2 separate regions of the Sus scrofa genome follow, and region 2 is linked to region 1. The links are chromatin contacts, called in public HiChIP or PLAC-seq maps. All regions are on one chromosome and are shown on one strand. The core of a region is the stretch at or near the end of the contact, and the rest is flanking DNA. Distances in the headings are between cores, read along the strand shown. Region 1 holds the start of SLC25A30 (kidney mitochondrial carrier protein 1). Region 2 holds the start of CCDC122 (coiled-coil domain-containing protein 122).

Evidence for each region. HiChIP or PLAC-seq counts read pairs in DNA pulled down with a chosen protein or histone mark.
Region 2: an H3K27ac HiChIP or PLAC-seq map of alveolar macrophages shows a contact between it and region 1. The contact joins the promoter of CCDC122 here to the promoter of SLC25A30 in region 1. A contact is called at or near these places in 1 of 5 promoter capture datasets (fetal liver) and 1 of 2 datasets of contacts at active chromatin or transcription factors (alveolar macrophages).

The regions. Positions count from the first base shown.
Region 1 is chr11:21,870,451-21,876,295 of Sscrofa11.1, forward strand. SLC25A30 (kidney mitochondrial carrier protein 1) reads right to left here and starts at 2,331. Exons shown (of 10, transcript XM_021065606.1): 1 at 2,193-2,331.
Region 2 is chr11:23,156,658-23,162,502 of Sscrofa11.1, forward strand. CCDC122 (coiled-coil domain-containing protein 122) reads left to right here and starts at 3,004. Exons shown (of 5, transcript XM_021065620.1): 1 at 3,004-3,124. It overlaps LACC1 (laccase domain-containing protein 1), which reads right to left and starts at 3,133. Exons shown (of 7, transcript XM_005668443.3): 1 at 2,752-3,133; 2 at 784-1,379; 3 at 1-155. The coding sequence starts at 1,327.

The sequences.
Region 1 (5,845 bases), core at 1,081-3,580:
GCTCAAGTGCCAAGACCGACAGACCAGGTCAGGCAGGGAGACGGGTGGGTCGTCAGCAATCGCGAGTGTTGGAGCCGCAGCTCAGCCCGATTCAGGGAAAGGTACACAACTTGTGAAACTTTCAGCGTCTGGCACAGAAGCGGCTGAGGATCGATTGCCACTTTGCTCTCCACCACCTCCAGCCAGGCTGAACCCCAGTGACCCCCCTTCTCTGTGCTGCACTGTGAACACAACACAACGGTGGTCATGACTGAATACCTGACATGCCGGGAATTGCTGTTTTCCACATAAAGGATTTTATTGAATTGCCACAACCCGATGAATAGGTGTCATTAATCCACATTTCGCAATTGAGGAAAGACGGCCTCCGAGAGGCAAAGTGGCTTTGCTTAGTCACACGGTTCTCAAGTACTCACACAAAGCTCTTCCTGAGGGAGCTGATCCCTCGTCCTCATCTAAGTTCTACAAAGTCAAATGCTATCTTCCAAAGATGGTTAAAGATATTGGCGGGGGAAGCTCCTGTTGTGGCTCATCGGTAGTGAGCCTGACTAGTATCCATGAGGACACAGGGTCAATCCCTGGCCTTGCTCAGTGGATGAAGGATCCCACGTTGTTGTGGCTGTGGTGTAGGCCAGCAGCTGCAGCTCCAATTACACCCCTAGCATGGGAACGTTCATAGGCCTCGGGTTTAGCCCTAAAAAGAAAAAAAAAAGCATATATATATATATATATATATATATATATATGCATGCAAAAAAGAATAATTAAAAGCAGAGGGTAGGAGGGAAGGAAATCAACATATTCAGAATAAATGCAGGATTTTCCCGAGGGAGATAGACAAAAAATGCTTATCTATTTAACAAAAGGGAAAAAAAGTGTTTCCTGAACAGAAATGCCCATACAAATTAAGAATTCCAAAGGATTCTCCCTATACTTAAGATATATGCTAAGTTATGCATCCTTTCTACTACATTTTCCCTTAGCATTTATTTTCTCCCTACCTCATCTATACACCTGCAAAGAGAGGTAATTAAATGCAGTAATTGCTCCTGGAATTTCTTAAAGCTTTCCAAGTTTCTCTTATACAGTTAATTAATTCTACATACGTTTTTCCAATTTTACTGTGCTCCTTTTCAGTCAGCAGTCTTAAACCACAATCTAGTCTCTAAACTTCTGTGCGTGCGCTCATAAATCATTGCTCCCGGCAGGGCTGCCTTTCATGGATTTTTTCTTATTCCCCATTCTTTTTAAAGGTACAGGATGCAAAATAAGCTCATCAGACTAATGAAACGTGGGATTTAAAAGGAATCTAAGAAATCTGTCTTACTTCACATGAATTGACTGAGCCCAGGGTCACAAGGCTTGGCAGCGCAAAGCCAAGGGCAGAATTCGCACCTTTCAACTTCTCTTGCTAAAGGAGGAGACGAATCTAGACTCTTGCCGGGCAGTTCGACAGCTCTGCTATCCTTGCGCAGAAATAATCAGGGTCACTTGTAATTGCTTTACACAAAATTACTTACACTTGGAATTACACTAAAACCCAAAGCTACATTAACTTTCCGAGCGAATGAATTTGACTCGTCCTTGCAAACCTGAGCCCAACTGGCCTGGCGCGTGCCGGGAGTAATTCAAAGTACAAGAGAGCCCTGGCTCAAGTACACAGCTAGCGGGTGCCAGGGCTGCACACTCTGAATGAACTGCAGGTGGGAGATGCAGACACAGGTGAAACGCACCTCGGCAGAAAGGTCGCACACGCCGACCTGCTAGACTGGCCTCACACTCGATCTCGGAGACGCCAGAAGAGAAATCACGCCCCACGCCGCCGAGTGAAGAGGGCCAGGAGCCGGCGCTCCTGCGGAACCCACCCGACCGCAGGGTTTGCAGCTGGAGGAGCGGGGCGCACCCCGGAACCTCGCGCCCCACCAAGCCGGCCCCGCACGCGAACCGGAAAGCAGAGGCGAGTCCCTGGACTCGCCCGGCAGCGCCGGGGCTCTCTGGAACCGCGGCCCCAACACCAGCCTTAGCCCCGGGCTGCGGCGGGCCAGAGGAGAAGCGCCACCGCGTTGGGGCCGGGAGTTCCGCGCCAGGAGCTCTGGGCGCCCCTGGGCAATGGGAGGCGGGCCGGAGGAGGGGGGACCGGGAGCAGGCGCGGGGCAGTCAGCGCGGCCGCGACCTGCAGGTCTGGCACTTACCCGGCGGCCGCGGCGGCCTTGCACCTCCTCCCGCCCAGAAAAAGCCGCAGCCAGGGCCGGCAGCTGCGCTGGAGCTGGAGAAAAGACAGCGGAGCGGCGCTGGCGGCCTAGAGCCCACGCACCGCCCCGCCCCAGCCCCGCCCCTCACGGGCCCGCCCGCAGCCTCGCCTCTCATTGGCTGCTCCGGCACAGGCCACGCCCAGGTCGCGCCCCCGGCAGCTGAGGGCCAGCTGGCCCAGAAGGGACCAGGCAGGAAGACCCTGGCTCTCGGCCTTCGGGGGCTGGAAGCTGCCCCGGACTCCGCGACGCCTACTATGGCCTAGACGTTGACTCTTTGGTGAAAGAGAAAGTTAACAGCCACGGAAGAGGAGCCTTCTCAGGGTGCTGATTCTTGCTGTCCACGTTAACCTCTCTAGTCAGAAGGAAGTAAACTTGGACGCTTAAAAAAAAAAAAACAAAAAACCAACCAGCTTTTTAGTTTGAAAATTTATAAACCGACTTAAGACTTGAGCAGTATACCCTGCACTAAATTAAATGTTAACATTTCACAATATTTGCAATTTCATTTCTCTCCCTGTATACTTTTCCCCCCACTCCCACGACCCCTGAACCACTGGAAATTGCGAACAACATCGCTTCACCCTTAAATACCTCACCATTATGACATGCAAGAAATTTAATATCATTTCGGGAGTTCCCGCTGTGGTGCAGTGGATTAAGAATCCAACTGCCGGAGTTCCCATTATGGCGCAGAGGAAACAAATCCAACTAGTATCCATGAGGTCGAGGGTTGGATCCCTGGCCTCCCTCAGTGGGTTAAGGTCCAGCGTTGGGGTGAGCTGTGGTATAGGTGGTAGCGGGCAGCTGTAGCTCCAATTCAGCCCCTAGCCTGGGAACTTCCATAAAAAAAAAAAAAAAAAAAATCTGACTGCAGTGACTTGGGTAGTGTGGGTAGCAGCTGTGGCTGGGATTCAGCTCCTAGCTGGAGAACCTCCACATGCCACAGGTTCAGCTCTTTAAAAAAAAAAAAAAAAATATATATATATATATATGTAATTTCATTCAAATCATCCAAATATACTGTCCATCCAAATTGTCTTTGTTGTCCCTAAAGCTCATAAACACCCACACACACTTTTTTTTTTTTTAGTTTGAGATCTACCCAGGTTTGGAAGTATTTTATTTCATGCTTTTCTATACAAACTCCTTCAGTCTACTACCCTAGTACTAGTACTCTCACTTTTTAAAATAACTTTCAACATATTTGAAAAGTCCAGGCCAATTGTAGGCTGTATTAGTATGGATTATAGAATTGTTTCCTCATGATTAGACTGACGTTCCACTTTTTAGAAAGAAAAGTAGCCTTCACCACTACAGCCCAGGTTCAATCCCTGCTCTGGCAACTGAGATTCCATATCAAGCTGCTGCATGCCACAGCCAAAAAAGAAGATTTTTTTTTGTTGTCTATTGCTGTATAATTACGCTTTGCAGCTTAAAATAACAAACATATACTGCCTTGCAGTTTCTTTTTTGTTGTTGTTTGTTTTCTTGGGGGGGGGTTTAGGGCTGCACTTGCAGCATATGGAGGTTCCCAGGCTAGGGGTCCAATCAGAGCTGTAGCTGCCAGCCTACACCACAGCCACAGCAACGTCAGTCCGAGCCATGTCTGCGACCTACACCACAGCACACGGCAACACTGGATCCTTAACCCACTGAGAGAGGCCAGGGATCAAACCTGAAACTTCATGGTTTCCGCTGTGCCATGATGGGAGCTCCACCTCACAGTTTCTACGTATCAGAAATCCAGGAAGGGCTGAGGTAGGGACCTCTAGCTCCAGGTCTCTCATAGGAATGCAAGCAGGGTGGCACTTGGGCTACATCTTCTCAAGGCCAAACCGGAGGAGGATCTGCCTCCAAGCTCACTCGCCTGGCTCTTGGCTGGCCCCCCAATATCCTCTTTCAAGCTCCCTCATGTGGCTGTAGGCAGACCTCAGTCCATGCTGGCTGTCAGCCTGTGTCTGTTTCTTAGGTATGCCTTAAATTGGGAGTTCCCGTTGTGACTCAACAGATTAGTAATGAGCCAACTAGTATCCATGAGAACTTGGGTTTGATCCCTGGCCTTGCTCATTGGGTTAAAGATCCAGCGTTGCCATGAGCTGCGGTATAGGTAGTATCTGGTGGCTCAGATCTGTCGTTGCTGTGGCTGTGGCGTAGGCCAATTCTACCCCTAGCCTGGGAACTTCCATATGCTACAAGTTCCACCATATAAAGAAAAAAATTGCTATAAACTAGATGGGTTTTTTTTGTCTTTTTTAGGACTGCACCCTCGGCATTTGGACGTACCCAGGCTAAGGGTGAATTGGAGCTACAGCTGCCGGCCTACACCACAGCCACAGCAACATGGATTCTGTGCCACATGTATGACCTACACCACAGCTCAGAGCAAGGCCAGGGATTGAACCGGTGTCCTCATGGATACTAGTCAGGCTCATTACTACTGAGCCAGGAATTTCTGGACTTCTTTTTTTAATGGGGGTTTACTCTCTCACAGTTCCGAAGGCTAGAAGACCAAAGTCAAGATGTCAGCAGGGCCAAGTTCCCCAAAGAATCTAAGGAAGAATCCTCTCTTGCCTCTCTCCAGGCTGCTAGCAGTTAGCAGCTCTCCTTGGTGTTCCTTGGATCGTAACTGCAGGACTTCAGTATCTTGCCTCTACTGCCACATCGCATTCTTTTGTGTGTCTGTGTCCATAGGATGCCAGTGGCTGCATTCAGGCCCACCCTAACCCAGTGTGACCTCGTCTTAATTCGATTGCATCTGCAAATGGGATCCTATTTCGAAATAAGGCCATTTCACAGACAGCAGGTGTATTAGAACTTCAGTATGTCTGGGAGACACAGTTTAACCTACAACCACTGGAAATACCAGTTTCTTGCATCATGGTCTCTCCATGAAACTACTCACAACATGGCAGCTTGCCTCACACTAGAAAGAGAAAATAAGAGAGAGAGAGATTCTGAAAGCCACAGTCTTTTTGTAACCGAATTTAAGAGTGACATCCCAGGAATTCCCATCATGGGTCAGTGGTTAGCAAATCCAACTAGCATTGGTGAGGACGCAGGTTCGATCCCTGGCCTCGCTCAGTGGGTTAAGGATCCAGCATTGCCGTGTGCTGTGGTGTAGGTCGCAGACATGGCTCGGATCTGACGTTGCTGTGGCTGTGGGTACAGCTCCAATTGGACCCCTAGCCTGGGAAGCTCCATATGCCACGGGTGCCGGCCTAAAAGACCAAAAGCCAAAAAAAAAAAAAAAAAAGAAGAAAAAAGCGACATCCCAGGACTTCTGCTATAGTCTCCTTGCTGGAAGGGAGTCAACAAATCCAGCCCCCACTTCAGGGGGACAGAATACACAATAAGCCAAGATCCCTGGGGACCGTCTCAGAAGCTGCCCAATGCCATGCGTATTTTTTTCTTACTTCCCCTCCCTTCTAACATGAAGGCAGCACGTTTTATTCTACCTTGTTTTTTTTTTTTTTTTTTTTCTCTTAACAATAGATAATGTATCCTGGAAATCACTCTAGACTGTAACCAAGCAGGACCCTATAGAGCCTTCTGGAAAGACCACGCCCCCATAACCTCTACTTTAGCTCCTCCCT
Region 2 (5,845 bases), core at 1,754-4,253, 1.3 Mb after region 1:
GTTAAATCCTGCAGCATTCCCCAGCCTACGCAGATTTTCTTGAACAACCACCTTGGGATCTCGCCGTTTGGAACTACTGAAGAGATTGAAAGAGCTCAGAGTCGGTATGTAAGATATCCCACCTGTTCTTGTAGTAAATCCATGTATGAAAATATCTGTTGAAGATAGAGAGTAAAGATGAAAACCATGCTGTACAAAAGACTATAAAGCACTACGAATCCAGTCTCTCATTAAGACTTTCAACCCGCATTAATCAATCTAGCTTCCACGCCTGCAGCTCTTTAGACCTCCATCTGGTCTTGAACCGCTTTGAGTTAGTTTTACCTTCCCTGTGGGATTATTGCTCTTCCAAGGATACCTTTTGACCCATTTGTCTTTGTTGTCCCCAGTAGCATATAGCTTACAGTAAATATTCTTTTACCAAGAAGTAAAACGGACTGTTTAAATTTCACTCTTCTTTGAAGGCACCAATGAGTTAAGGTTTCAGAATTTCTAAAATGTTTAGGAAATGCTTAGCATCATAAATCTCATTTAAAAGGAAGTCTGAAGGAATTTGCATAATGCAAATTTATTTAGGGTGGCTTTAAAGGGACTATCCCTTGACACCCCCCCACACACCACAAGGGCGGGTCCATGATACTTCCAGGTTGTAACTGATGCTAATGAGCAGATAAGCTCTCAGTAGTCTACAAAAGACAGATGGAAAAATAGAAGAACAACCTGTTTAAAAAAAAGGCTAGTTTTTCACATCCAGTAAAAACAACAGATAGTGTTTTAACACACCTGAGATCAAAGGAGATGTGATGATGGTTAATTCTCCTTTCAGTGCAGGCAAACTTCTCAAATATGTTTCTATTTCATTCTGGATTGCTTCTAGTTCTTGAGCTGTGATTATGTCAGAAGACTGTTTCAGAGGACCTCCCCTCAAGGTCATCTGTAAATCTTCAAACTCAAAATTATAAACATCAGTGAAGAGTTGATCAATAAAAGCCTTCATTAACATCTTCCGATGCACAGGCACAATTACCTTAATGCTGCTCAAATTTTTTTCATCAATTTTTTGTTTAATGGTATACAAAGAGGCGGCCAGGCTGGGATTGCTAACTGTCTCAAATTCTCTCAAGATAGTTGATAATCCATTGCTTGTTTCTAATTCACAATTATGATGGTCACAGCTGATGTTACTGCAACACATTATGCAGAGGAACTTGGCCTTGGCACCATGGTGGTATTGGACAGCATTCAATGTCTTTAGTAATGTCTGATGACAGCTTTTTTGAGAGTTCAATTGCAAACCAAAGAGATCAATCAACACTACTTCTGCCATCCTTCCATACGATACAAAGTTCTTCAAAGAAGGTTTTTGTGCCCCCAATCACCTGTAAAGAAAAATGAGCATTAAGTAAGAATGAAAAATTATATCAATCTCTTTAGAGTTAGTTACAAAAGAAATTTTTGGATGATTAAAAAGATTTGCGTTGATTTAAAAATATAGGGAGTTCCCATCATGGCTCAGTGGAAATGAACCTGACTAGCATCCATGAGGACGCAGGTTTGAGCCCTGGCCTCGATCAGGTGGATTAAGGATCCGGTGTTGCGGTGAGCTGTGGTTTAGGAGGCAGACATGGCTTGGATCTGGCGTTGCTGTGGCTGTGGTGTAGACCGGCAGCTGTAGCTCCGATTTGACTCCTACCCTGGGAACCTCCATATGCCGTGGGTGCGGCCATAAGAAGACAAAAAAATAAAATAAAATAAAAATATAACCAAAATACTAGACTCCTCCCATTAAAGCTAGTCCACTATTAGTCATAAGAGAACCATGACAATGAAAGCAAAGCCATCTCTAAATTCATTTTGTGAAAGTACTTACATCTTTCTGGCTTAGAACAACAGTTTTTGTTTTGTTTTTACATAGCAAATTTTAAGCAAGTAAATTACTTGTTGACTTAGACAAAGTCCTATTTTTTAATTACAGGGTGTCAACTTATCACTATATCATTAATCCTCACATGGCTGGCTTGTTAGATCACAGCTCTTTATATGAAATATGTCAGCCTGAAGTTCGATAGGTTAAATAGAGCTGCACTTAAAAAGTGCTTTTCTTCTTTGAGGAAAAGTTGCGTTTTTTGTTTTTGTTTTTTCAGAAACAGACTTAGAGATCCAGAGAACAAAATAGTGGTTACCAATGGGGGGGTGCGCAAGATAGGGGTAGGGATTAAGAGATAACAAACCACCGTGTCTAAAATAAGCTACAAGGTTATACTGTATAGCACAGAGAATATAGCAATATTTTGTAACTTTAAATAGCGTGCAATCTATAAAAATGTTGAATCGCTATGTCGTACACCTAAAACTAAAACTGTACATCAAAACTGTACTAAAAATTGCGTTTCTGAGGAGATCAGAGTTGACTGAGACGTTTCCCTCCAGGATTCACACAGCTCTCAGGAACAGCAAGGACCACAAGAGCAACAGCGACTGAGACCAGCTGGGCAGCCCACCGCTCTCCTCCCGACTCCCCGCCCCTGCGCCGGTTTTCTCACCTCCGGCCCCTGCCCTCCCACCCCAGGCTGTGGGTCTCTCTGGTGACCCGCCTCGGAGACACCGCCCCCGCCCCCGACAGTTTCCTCCGCGGTCACTCCTAGGCCCCTCCCTCTGCACTGTGGAAAGCCTGGGGGGCGCGACCCCACCCGCCAGGACCGCTGTCCAGACTCCGCCTGCCCTTCAGGACTTTCTGACGGTCGGACGCACACCGAGCCTGTGCTCCGTCCTCGCCTGAGGCACGTCGAGCTCGGTTCCACCTTCGGCCCGCGCGGCGAACTCGGAGACGTCTGCTGCCCCCGACGCCCGTCCTGAGGCTGAACGCGACCCGGCGGCCGCGAGCGCGTCCCGGGGCGTCCTAAGCCCGGACCCGCCGCTGTGTGGGCGGCGCCCGTCCCGCCTCATCTGCCCGAGGGCCGCGGAGGCGCGGCTGGGCCGGCGGGGAGCGACGCGGGGGGTGGACGCGCCCGAGTGCGGGGAAGCGTCAGCAGTTCCGGGTCAGGCCGCCTGCCCGCACTCGCCGCCTGGCGCCCGGAGGAGGAACGAGAACCGGAGTCGCGACGGGCCTTGCGGCCTGAACCAGGCGGGTCCGCGGGCGGGAGGCGGGGCGGGGGCGGGGACGGGCCGCGTGGGGCGCGGGGCCGGCTTCCCGACGGGGCGGGCGGCCTGGGGCCTCGGGTCGACCGCCGCCTCCCTTCCCGGGGCGGGCGAAGCCCTTTCCCCGCGTTCACGCTTACAGTCGCGGCCTGAAGAGCCGCCGGCCAGCGGCGCGGTCGGTCGCGACAGGGTTTCATGTCCTGAGCACAGCCCTCCCCCCCAACCTCGTTCCGTTAGGCCCCGGCAGTCTGTCCCACCCAGGTTCTAGTAATAGGCTTCCTTGGGGCAGGGGGAAGGGATTGTTTTCTGTTGCGTTTGGTTTGGTTTTGTTCTTTAACTGTTTTGCTTTGTTTGCAGAAATAAATTGGCTGAGCTTTCTCTTTTTGCTGATCCTGCCTAACTTGCTGACTAGACTTGACAGGTCCTTCGCTTGTGTTGATAAAGGGATGTTCTGTCCTGTGCGCCCTTTTAAAAATATGTTCCACGAGTAGAAAATTAGAAGCCTCGTTTTTCTGCCCTCAAAGAGCACAACATTCATTTATTTTAAAATATTGAGCAGCTCCTACGGATATGGAAAGCAGATGCTCTTTCTTCAACCTTCAAAGAGTAGAAGAGAGGGTGTTTCCTGTGTAACTGGTTATAATGGAAAGAGGTCCTTGTTTCTGATAGTTTCACATCATAAGTGAGGAACCTGTACCTGAAAGAAAGACTCTCAGCTATCTGGGAGTTTGAAGAGCTCTTGGAAGTGGGCGAGTGCTTCCGTTCTATTTGAGTAGAGAATGGGGTTACCAACCCTCGATAGGAAGCCACTGCTCATATCTGGCAGCTGTTTTTGTCAACATTTGTATTTTCATTATTTTTGCTGGATATTTGTTAAGTGCCCTGAGTGGTATATGGTGCCCTGATGAGAAGATTTACACTGCCCTGAGCTTGTTTTATGTTAAATATTACTGTAAGCACAAAAAGACAAAAAAAAAAAAAAAAAAAAAAAAAAAAGAAAAAAGAAAGGAGTTCCCGTCGTGGCGCAGTGGTTAACGAATCCTACTAGGAACCATGAGGTTGCGGGTTCGGTCCCTGCCCTTGCTCAGTGGGTTAAGATCCGGCGTTGCCGTGAGCTGTGGTGTAGGTTGCAGACACAGCTCGGATCCCACGTTGCTGTGGCTGTGGTGTAGGGCAGCAGCTACAGCTCTGATTAGACCCCTCTCCTGGGAACCTCCATATGCCACGGGAGTGGCCCTAGAAAAGGCAAAAAGACTATATATATATTACTGTAAGCAAAATAGACGTCTTTTAGTTACAAGCCTGGGTTAAAACATTTATCTCTGTTTTTATAGACAAATGGTGGGAATTCATTTTCTCTCATGCAACAGTAACAGTTAAAAAGTTAGGAGTTCTTTGGTGGTGCAGTGGGTTAAGTAAGGATCTGGTGTTGTCACAGCAGCGGCTTGGGTTGCTGCTGTGGTTCTAGTTCCAGTTCTAGCCTAGAACTTCCACATGCCCTTGGTGTGGCCAAAATAATAATAATTACAATGTATAACAGTAAAATGTTTAAAAAACTTTTAAATATTTCAAAATAGGGAAGTGGTCAAAGAATAGAAAATTTGTCATTATATTGTATTTACATACCATTTTCTTGCACCATCTGATCCTAGACTATGGCCTCATCTCTTAACACTCTTCCTCATCTCCATTCCCCCTGCTCCAGTGGCTCTCAATCCTGGCTGTTAGTAGGAACTATACCTAGAGCTTAAAAACATAAATCCAGGTGCCACCCTGCTCTAGATGTACCTTTGAATCAGAATCTCCAGCAGTCAAGTCTGGGCAAGTTTGGCTTTGTTTTTTGTTTTCTTTTAATCTTTACAGATGATTCAGATGCATAATTAGATTTGATAAAAAAAAAAAAACAACTTCCCTATTCCCAAGTCACGCAAGCTAAAAAGGGTGTTCCTTGGAACACCATATGATTTCATCCTTACATAAGCTATTCCTTCTACTTAGAACACCCTTCTCCTTTCATGTTTTTTTAACTGTTACTAGTTAGGACCCTTCAAGCTCAAACATAACTTACCTTGAGTTCCTATACCCTCACCAAGGAGAATTAACTGCTGCTGCTTTAGCATTTTTTTTTTTTTTTTTTAGTAGAGGACAAGCTCTCTCAAAGATACAGTCTGAACCCATAGCCAAACAATATATTGAAGTCAATGAAACATTAAATTGTACACTTCATAAAGACAAACTTGATAGTATATAAATTATATCTAAATCTGTTTAAAAGCAAAGTCACACCAGAGAGTCTTGAAAAAGTATATCATAATACTTTAAACATTTTTTAAACCTGAAACAACTGTGTATTTGCCGGTCTCGAGAAACTCTAAGGCCTCTCTTTTTCACGTGGCCTCCTGATCAGAGTTCTGCATCATCTCCCTTCCATAGACTATACCGATAAACCATCAGCTAAGATTTCTCAAGATTTCATTCTTTATGAGGAAAATAACTTAAAGGCACTTGTGTAGCTATCTGACTGCTATTTTTTCTTTATAATCTTTTATAGTTATTTCACACATTCAGACAACTCACTTTAGTCTTTCCAGACTATTAAACATATATTTTAAAGAAAGAACCAACATTATTTTTGTACTATTTTGTAGGTTTACATAATCTTTAATTGAACTATGAGAGCACAATGACAAGTACAAGCAGCATGAAA